2 separate regions of the Dromaius novaehollandiae genome follow, and region 1 is linked to region 2. Evidence: chromatin contacts called from public Hi-C data. All regions are on one chromosome and are shown on one strand. Each heading gives the region's core, a stretch centred on a gene start, on an enhancer-like site or on the middle of the called end of the contact. The rest is flanking DNA. Distances are from core to core; before and after follow the strand shown.

Region 1 (5,173 bases), core at 2,460-4,959, 72 kb after region 2:
AGGAAAGCAGTTAATGAAATAGTACTAGGAAAATACGTGAGAGCTCATTGCTACTGGAGTGAGATGAATCAGCCGTTAGGTTAGATTACTGACTTTAAGCTTAGCTACCAAAAGGTACCGAGGTAGAGAAAAGGAATACAGCTTTTTGAGGCTGGGTTGTTCTCTGTTAGCCCTGTTTTGCTGCATGAAGAAAAGGAGTTCATTGTTTTAATATAAATCTCTTCTTAAACTTTTCTTCTTGTTGGTAGGTTTTGTTTGGGCAGAAAGAATCAACTGTTATATTAGAAAAGTACTTCTAGCCTCAGCTTAGTTAATTTGGACTAGTCCGGATGAAACAATGGTTTGTGTGAGTACAAATTAAAGAGGAGGCAATAATACTGGCTAAAATAATGCAGTCTGAGTGAGTGTTTTAACCTCTCTTCTACCAGAGGAGTAGGAATGGGTTTAGATTAGTTGAAATGTGTACTTTAACAGTTACAGTTTCAGCTAAGAATAGCTATTATTGAACAAAAGTTACAGAGCTTCAGCATTTCCACTGTAATTTTCTTTTGGATTCACTCAGCAGTCAATGTCTCTTATGTCAACTTTTTAAGATCTCAAGTTGTGATCACTGAGCTATAATAGTTACGCAGTAATGAATATTTTCATTTTTGATGTATATTTCAAATCATCAGTTTTCATGATCTGATAAAATACGTGGTTTCATTCTACTGGAAAGGGCAACTAATATGATGACTTCTGCAGCATCCATTCTTATAAAGTAGGATAGAATCATGTTTTTAAAGTAGGACAGAATAATTACCAAAAAAAAAAGTATTTAGGTGCAATTTTGGCTGCTTACTTGGAGTAGCTGAGGTAGTTACTCCAGTAAAATAAATGTGATTTATTAAGGGCATAAAGTTTTTTGGGATGTTTGCTGTTGTTGTTGTTGCATTGCCTTTTTTTTGGCTACTGAGCTCCTTCTCCAATATCCAATGTGATACTTTCTTAGAGGAAAAGATAAGCTGTTAGAGCGGCTTCCTCTGCCACTCCCTTTTCCACATCGGAAACCTGCAGGATTACAAGGGACGGACTTAGTCAAATCTGATTCACAGTTATTTGATTTTAAATTTATTTAATGTTGGTGCAAGTGCCAAGCTGTGCGCTTTGGGAACCAGAACTCCCAATATCCCTAACCAGACCTTGTGATCATTTGCACTATAGGGACCAATGTTTTGCAGGATCTGTATCATGAAAGGCTGGGGACTGAACAGTTTTCAAGGCTGTGCTGGCAGGGAATTAGATGTATCTCAGGATCTAGTACATTGTGTTGTGGGGGAGGAGGAAGAAGAGGAGGAGGACAGGGAGAAGAATGTAAGTGGATCTGTAGATAACAGCCTTGCTGAGTTCCCCAGTTTTCATCAGAGGTGACTATGATCCCCATTAAGGATGTGTCTATTCACTAGTTTATGGGTATAGAATCTCAACTGAATTATGCAGGTGGCCTTCTGTGAATATATTGCTTTAGTTTGGCAGGAGGCTTTAAAGGGTTGGGTGAAGACTGATTTACACATGTGTGTTTTTAGAGGTAAATTATAGAGCCCCATGTGTTTTACTTTTCAGTAAGTTTGAGTTTATCAGCACTCTTTCTTCTGCAGAAATAAGCAAAGTTAAGGAAAAAACACAGTCTTGATTTAATCAGGAGCAAGTGTATTGTCTTAAGATTACTCAGGAAAGAAGTAAATGAGCTTGGTAATGGAGTAGTCCATCTTTGGTCTTAGGTGTGGCAAGCCGTGGGAAAGTGAAATCTCCAGGCATTGAAGCCATTAGCACTTGTTCATCAAATTTTGTTCAGGGTGGAAAAATTAAGGAGACTTGCTTTTCTCCTGAACCATATGTGTTTTATTGGAACAGATGAAATAGACACTAATCATTCAAGAACCTTCTTGTTTCTGAACAAAAGAAACTCTAATGATGTTGTGTGGACTGTGACAGTGATGCTTTTCTATCCCTGCCCTCTGTCACTTGGAGTATCATGTGCTTCCCATGGATGGTTGTACCCTGCTCTAGGAGCTTCTGAAGACAGAGAACACAGTGGGGCAGGAACTGCTGGGAACGACTTCTTGTGATGTTTTCTGAGAAACTGCAAAAGAAGAATCAATAAAGTGCAGAAAAGCCTTAGAGGAGAGAGATTCAAATTTAAGAGAGTCAAATTTAAGAACCTTCTTTAAAAAGAGACTTTATTTTCAAAGGAACACCTCAGCTGTTTCTGAGGGACTGTAACTGACTTGGTTGGTAATGTAACAGCAAACTGTATGCCATGAAAGGCCTTTCTGAAGGGAGGTGGGTATCAGCCGAAGCAGAAGTAAAGGAAGGGGAAAGAATTAGGTGTGGTGAGAAAATATCACCCAAATCTGTGAAATGAATGTTGGGCAGAGTTTTACCTGTGGCTTGGTAAAGCTGCAGTTCTATGCTTCTAAGCTGAGTGAAAGGAATTTTATTATAAAGCAACCCTGTGTTATAATATATTAAAACTGGAATCCTTTGTTTGTCTCACAGCCTATTTCTTCTGGTCGTTAGTAAAACAAAACTTAATTTGGCCTGGGCACTGTACAGATGAAACATGATTGGTAATGGTGTGTACATTCACTTCTGATGACTTTATAAATACCAGATGAAATCATTTTGCTTCCTTCCAGACAAGGCAGAGTGCAGTGTATGCTCTTTAACGAAAATCAGTCTGGCTGGTTGTTGGATGAGGCCCCGTATGATCCTGGTCGCAAAGAATATGGTTTCATGTGAGCAGATAAAACAGTTCATTTTGAGCTGTTTATTTGTTTAATTCACTAATTCATTAGTTGTTTATTATTTATGTTCACAGCAGAGATTTGTAGAATGAAAGTTCTTTTCCAGAAAAAAAAAATCCAATTATGGTTAGATGATGACTTCTCTGATATCTCGTTCTTTAAGAACAGAGATGTGTAATGAATTCTCGAACTGAAACTGTATAAATATTTAATCTTTTAAAGACATTCTTCGTCTCGGCTATTAGCAAACTCAAGTATTCTTGAAAATGAACGAAAGATTGGATTTTCAGTTAGTTAAAAACCGTTCCCTTTCTTGTGAGATAGACAGGATGCAAATATATGAGGAATGAACAGCTTTTTTTTTCTTTGTTTTTACTAGTGGTTTCACCAACCATTTTAAACAAAAAGCAGCAAAGATAGAGATGCAAGAAATCTAGTTATTTCCTTTCCCTTCTTTTAAAGCAACCCTTCCTTTTGTCTTTTGATTCCAGGTTGACCATATTTTAATTTTCTGATTGATAATATAATTATACTTTTTGGTATAGAGCAGCATGAAATTTTGAGGCACACTAGTTCTCTATGGAAAGCTGAATATGTCCTGAGAAGTTGCAACATTTTTGGTTCTCTTCTGGGGAGCACTGGGCTTGAATTGTATTTTTAATAGCTGCTTTCATGCAAGCAATATGCTAAGACAGTAATGTAGCAGCACTTTTAACAGGATTTCTGTACCATTCCTTAATATTTTGTGGGCAGGCAAAAGGCAGAGTGCCAGTTCTAAAGGTGGGATAACCACTTTTAGCTCTTGTTAGTGCTCAGTGCAGGAACCAGTTTAATTAGGGATCTGCATGTTGACTGTGTCTCTCTAACTGCCTGCAGCGAGCAGACTGCTGAGGTCCTCTTAGCCACATTCCCAGCAGTAAAGGAGCCTCTAACACGGTAGAGACTTTGAGTTGGGAGGATTAGTGGTAGCAGGCGCTTAGTAAGAGAAGGCAAGGCAAGCTGGAAGGAATTAGGGAAAGAATCTCCCTGTGGGGCGAAAGGCCCAGCAGGGTGAAAAGAACAGTAAATGTTTAATGTCAATAAAATAACCTGTTGAGCATGAAACTTGGGTTTAAGAGCTGTCTGCTATCCAGGCTGTTTCCCACAATTTGTTCTGGAAAACTTCAGGCCTGTGGCGCTAGAGAAGGCAGATGTGGAGCCCGAGTCTCCCTAGGAGGTAGGGAGGTGTGAGGGGCTCTTCCCTCTGCCTGACCCCTTGAAAGGCAGAGCTGTTGCCAGAGAAGGGTGAAGTTCATATTCTTGGAGACGACTGTCAGGGTGAAGCCTGCTGCTCACTGTGAAGAGAGGTGCCTGACAGAGTGCAAACTCTCCCCTTAGAAGGAGTGAGAAATGACCTCTGTAGAGAAGAAGAAGAAAAGAAAAAGCATTATAAAGTGAGATCAGCACAGATATGATTCATGCAATAACAGAGGGGAGGGAAAGGGTCTGGCTAACACAGCAGGAGAGCGCCTTCGAAGGGAAGAAAGCAAGGAGATAAGAGCCAGAGCCGCTGCAAAGAAGTCTCTCTCCATAGGGATTTAGCAGTCAGCTTGCTTCTTTTCGGGCTGTCCTCCTAGGAGAATAATGCAAAAAAGCTTGGCAAGCAAATTCTGTGCAACAGAGATGTGAAATGTTGAGGTTGTGACTACTGAGGCTAAATAGGTGGCTCATCTGTAGACAGCTTAAGCCATCTGTTTCCATTCTTTCTTTCTTTTCTGACACATTTCTGTTTGCCTGTCCAGCATTGAAGTGCAGAAGGCCTACAGATGGTCACTATTAATTTTGTCACTTGATGCAATTTTTTAAAGCTTTTTTGTCAACCTTTTAAAAACAGATGTGTGTTTGGAAAAAAAAAAAAAGAAAAACCCTTTTCTTTTGATAGAGCAACCCACTACAGATTTTCTATTTGGATTTTGATTTAATTTTAGTCTTTAGTGCTGGAATTGAATTTTGGCATTTCTTTTAAGCCAAGTCTCTTTTGTAGCTGTATCAATTTTTTTTATAGACTTTGAAGAATCACTTTGCCTTCATAGTCTGGTTTCTTTGGAGCTTTAGAAATTGTTTCATGCCAAAATATTTTCTATGCATACCTGTTTTTAGATAGATTTCTTTGTGATTGCAGGATGCTGGCATTAGGTGGGATGAATTTGGGCTATGAGCTTTCAACAATAGTCTTCTGCAGGAAAGCCCAGCCTTCTTAATGGTTTTTTAAGGAAGCCACAGGAATGCAAATAGAACTCAGGAGCTATGACTAGTAACTACCTGCACAGATTCGAGATCATAGATAATATCAAATTATCAAATCAAGATATATGGCCTCTTAAACTCACAGAAGAAATCCAGTCAGG
Region 2 (4,575 bases), core at 1,127-3,626:
CTCTTAATAGCATTAACAACATAATTATGACCAAGATCAGATCCATGTAACTTCATTTATTTTATTTTGTGATATTATCACCTTTTAGCCTATTTGCCAAAACTGTAACAGTCCTGTTGGGATCTGGTCTCCTGGCTTGCTATTTCATATTGACTGTTTTGTCAAGACAAGCTGTTAGTGATACAATGATGTAACAGATTCCAGATAACACTTGTATAGATGCTCACAACTGCCTTAATTTGCTCTGACTGTCATTGTGATCATCTGAGCAACTGAGCATAATACTAAGCAGCAAGATAAACACATCTGTGTCTTGACAGCCAGTTCATAGTTCCTTTGGGAGAATCATTGATCACTTCAGTAGTAATTACAGTATTATTTTGAAGTCAGTCAATATAATGTATTTTCTTAAAAATCCTCTCTGAAAAAGAATGAGCATTGTGGTTCCACAACCAGAAAAGTTGTTGATAGAACTACTGAAATTCTAGGTGAAATATAAACCATGGAGGAGTTGGTCTCCTTCCTGTATACAGGAATTAGTCTGGCAAAGGATAATTAAATCCAAATGATATTTGTCACAATTTATTCAGGTATTCTCTTAAGCTTGATCTTTACCAAAACCTGTGTTTTGTATTAAACACTAGATGGTGCTCAAGACTGGCAATTGCTGTTAATAAGCTGCACAAGTCTAAATAAGTATTGTATTGTTGGTAGATATATTTAACAGGAAACATGGGTGTAACTAGTATCTCTGTACTGTATGTTTAATATGCTGTTGTCTCATGATTAAAGTAAGAAAGATCATACTGAATTTCAGGGTGGTTTTTTAAACCAGTAAAGAGTAAGATAACTTCATAGGATATCCAAGCTCTTTTGTTTCAACAGTGATTCCTGGCACAGCTCTGAACTTTGTTAGCCCCCTGATATGTAGGAAGCTTTGTGTAGCTCTGTTCCTGTCCCCTTCATTTCCACTTACTTGTTTGAAAGTAAGCTATGAAAGATTAAAATAGAGGCCAGTGTTTGCTAAAGCATGAATGTTTACACATCCTGGCTGATGCATAAATCTGAGAGCTGTGGGGTGTTTTCTTGGGGGGGGGGGGGAGGGGCGGGAGGCTGTTCTGTTCACTAATTTGCTTGTCTGCTGTCATCTCAATGTTGTTTGCATATTATGGTACTAATGTACATAATTGTAATATATTTGGTCATTCTTTTGTCTCTAACTGCTGAAATCCCTGGGGCTTGCATATTAGCGTACAGAAGCTTGTACAGACTCCTGACTTGCACTCTGTCCAAGAAATGACTGAAATTTCTCCCCACTGTAGTATTAAAACAACTCCCAACACGCCTCACTTTTCCTCCAGTTACAATAATGTGTGATGAGATGCTCAGCCTTGACAGAGCTGAGGGCTAGAGTGCAGGTTTGATTTCTGTGATCCCACTGCTCTGAGTTGGGTCCAGAGACTGAAAACTGGTGTTTGGTGCAAGTGCAGAGCACACTGACCCAATAGCCCTTTCCTAAGGCAAAGGCTTCTGGCTGGGTGGGAAACATTTTGGGCCAGATCTAGCTTTCCTTTGGGCCATGCTGGAATCCTCATGCAAGTCCTGCTGGTGTGTAATTAAGCTTTTCATCAATATGTACTTGAGCAAAAACAAACCAGGATGGAGGAAATCGTAGTGCCCCATTAAATCCTGAAGCACAGTCTGTTCAGTGAAGAGAGAGTCCATGATTTGTGCTTTGTATGAATGGTAATTTTGATCAAAAACTGAAGAATATTTTTGTGCCGAATGATTAGCATCTAATAACCACATGCCATGTTAAGCACTCTTCTTATCAGGCTGGTTGCATTTCATAGGGGCCAGTCAGCACATGATCACAAATGTGAGATTATTAACATAATCCACAAACTTCATGTAATATTTAAAATAAGCAGAGCGCTTACAGATGAATGTCTTTAAAACTGTATAATTTTTTTCTTTCATTCTCTTTAGGAACCTGCCTATGATTCTGAACTGGGTAAAAACACAGAAACCAGGTGTTATGGGTGTTAACATAATTACATCAGACTTTGTGGAGCTGGTTGACTTTGCTGCTACAGTTATTGCATTAAATGATCTTCTTTTAGAAGACGATGAAACTGCAAGTAAATCCTGATTGTGTCTTATTGTACCCACAGTGGAGATCTTCACTTGCTTCTAAACTTTTTATTAAGTGAAATTATTGTAACCTGTTTATCTAGGAAAAAAAAATATCTAGAAGTATGGTTAAAAATCATATCCAGGAGGGTCTCTTTTCTCACTGATGTGTAGGTCTGACTGGAACACAAAGTACTGTCTGAGTGCTGCTGCCTGGCTTTTTGTGGCTACATGTTTGACTAAGTTATGCACACATCTGCTGCAGTACAGTGTTGTCTGCCTGCCAACAAGAGGCTGGCCTCTGAAGCAGATGTACCCAATTACTGTATGCGTCTCCCTGGTGACTGGACGCACTGTGTCTTCGTGTGTGCATCCTGCTTGTTTCTCAACTCAAGGACTCAAACCCAGGATCACTGCTGGTGCTGCTAGCAGCAGTTTTACCAGGCCACCTAAGGTCATATTGTTTCTCTGGCCACCTCAGGCTTAGCTGGTTTCAGCTGGAAGCTGCTGTAATATTCGTTACACTGTTCTGGGCACTACCTCTGACTTAATTGAAGAAACAATATTGCTTTTGTTCAGAGAGAGCTGTTAATGCTTATATTGAATACTCTAACTGTAGTTTGGGCCTGAGATGTAAAGGCTTGTAACACTCTGCCTCTTTGGACTCCAAGCTCTTCTTCTGGACTTCTTTATTTTAATGCACATACTGCAGTTGTGTTTGAGAGTGTATTTCCTATTTGGAATTATTTTGGTAATTTGGAGAAAGTTTCAGTTACAGATCATGAGACTCGTAACTCACAAGTCAATTTCTGTTGTGAGGCGTTCAAGAAACTGCCCAGCAGCCTCTCTCTCTTGCTTGTGGTTCACTTGTGTTTTTTCCATATATTGAATTTTCTTTGGGGAAAACTTTTCACGCAGATACTTTTGTGAAAAGAGGAGGGCCAAGTGGAAGTTTGTTCAAAAAAAACTGGGCCTGATAAGGACTTCTCAAAACCCAAATATCGAATCTGATGTTTGCAGTGCAGTGGTGAATTCCAAGATCTGATCCAAATGTTATGCTTGATGTCAGAGAGCTGATGTGCTAAGAACAGCTACAGTGGAAGTATTTTCTCAGCCTGTACCCACTTGTGACTAAGGAATAGCCACATGTAGGCAGGCAGTGGTGCTAATTCTTTATGTAGTCATAATCATTTTTGTGTTGATCCACAGCAAAACATTACCACGTGTTTGACAGTCACATGTTGGTACATATCAGTACTTAACTGACTAACTGATAGCAGTCCTACAGTCTGATTTATCTTAGGGTTTAAACAAGTGACTGGTTAGCAGATACTTCTCTGCTCAGTTGTCTTCCTAAAGCAACTGTTGGGTGCACTAATTATTCAGTGATTATGAACTTATTTTAATCTCCTTATGTTACTTAAGAGAACAGATTGTCATTATAGATGTTCTATTCCAAAAAAAAAGTGAATCTGTATTGTGTATTCCTATCTTGTGTCTGCCATTATGGTGTCACAGTACTGAAAAATCTAAAAGCATTTTGCTTGTTTGTTGCAAGCTCTGAACTCGGACAAGATTATCTAAAGTTTGCAAACCTTCCATGTGAACCTTGGCCGAGGTCTGAGCAGACTGTAATCTGATTTATCTGTTTGCATGTTTTTCATTAGAGTTTTTTTTTTTTTTTTAACTGAATCTTTTTTCTAAGGAAATGGAGGATCTGTTTTTTAAATCTGTCTTTTGTGTTTCAGCAAGGGGGGACAAGTAATGGAAAGCAGTTCTGGGAAACTGAAAATCAACTTTTAGGTTTTTTTAAACTTTGTTTGAAAATTCCAGCAGAAGATTTTTACTGTTTGTTGATGAAACTGTTGCAACCTGTTTTGAACAGCTTTATTGTCTGCAAAGTTATTTAAAACATGTAGATTTCATTTAGCTGAAATTTGTGTTAACTTACTTTTCTCATGGCTCAAACTCTAGTAATAAATGTTACAGGTTTGTTTTCAGTGGTCTTTTAGTTACAAATAGTCTTAGAGCTCAGAACTCAAAAAACCCGGTATGAATGCAGATAAAATGGAAATGAATAATACATTTGTAAGACTTCCTGTAGAAGTGGAGGACAAGGCTAGAAGGTAAAGTATAATGTTTGCATTTGACCCTTAATATATTTTGTACTGTATATATCTACCTCAGAAGAGATTTATCAGGCCTAGCCAATATTTATACTGTGTGTGCACAGAGTAATGATTGAGTTGTTAGTCCTTCAGCTGTATTTATTTGAATAGAGATGAGATGATTGTAACTCAGGGCTTTGGTTTAGATATATTCAAATAGAAACTGGAAAGTTTCTTGAACATATTTGTTGCTGACTCTTGCCTCTTGAAATGGGACAAAGGAGTGCTAAGATTTAGGAATGCTAGCAGAGGAGAAGTGGGAAATAGCTTTTTG

What was found. A called contact is a pair of places that touch in the nucleus more often than the background predicts.
Region 1: a contact with region 2 is called in a Hi-C map of brain, with 2.4 times the contacts expected there. The contact joins two enhancer-like sites. A contact is called at or near these places in 2 of 4 Hi-C or Micro-C datasets (brain and liver).

The regions. Positions count from the first base shown.
Region 1 is chr1:99,292,937-99,298,109 of bDroNov1.hap1, forward strand. All of the region lies in intron 1 of PHLDB2 (pleckstrin homology like domain family B member 2), which reads left to right. Among named protein-coding and RNA genes, the nearest start is that of PHLDB2, 23 kb to the left of the region's middle. Within about 2 kb of position 3,710, at least 2 of the 2 cell types and tissues checked have open chromatin away from gene starts, as enhancers often do.
Region 2 is chr1:99,222,540-99,227,114 of bDroNov1.hap1, forward strand. PLCXD2 (phosphatidylinositol specific phospholipase C X domain containing 2) reads left to right here. Exons shown (of 4, transcript XM_026112393.2): 4 at 1,990-4,575. The coding sequence ends at 2,152. Among named protein-coding and RNA genes, the nearest start is that of PLCXD2, 19 kb to the left of the region's middle. Within about 2 kb of position 2,377, at least 1 of the 2 cell types and tissues checked has open chromatin away from gene starts, as enhancers often do.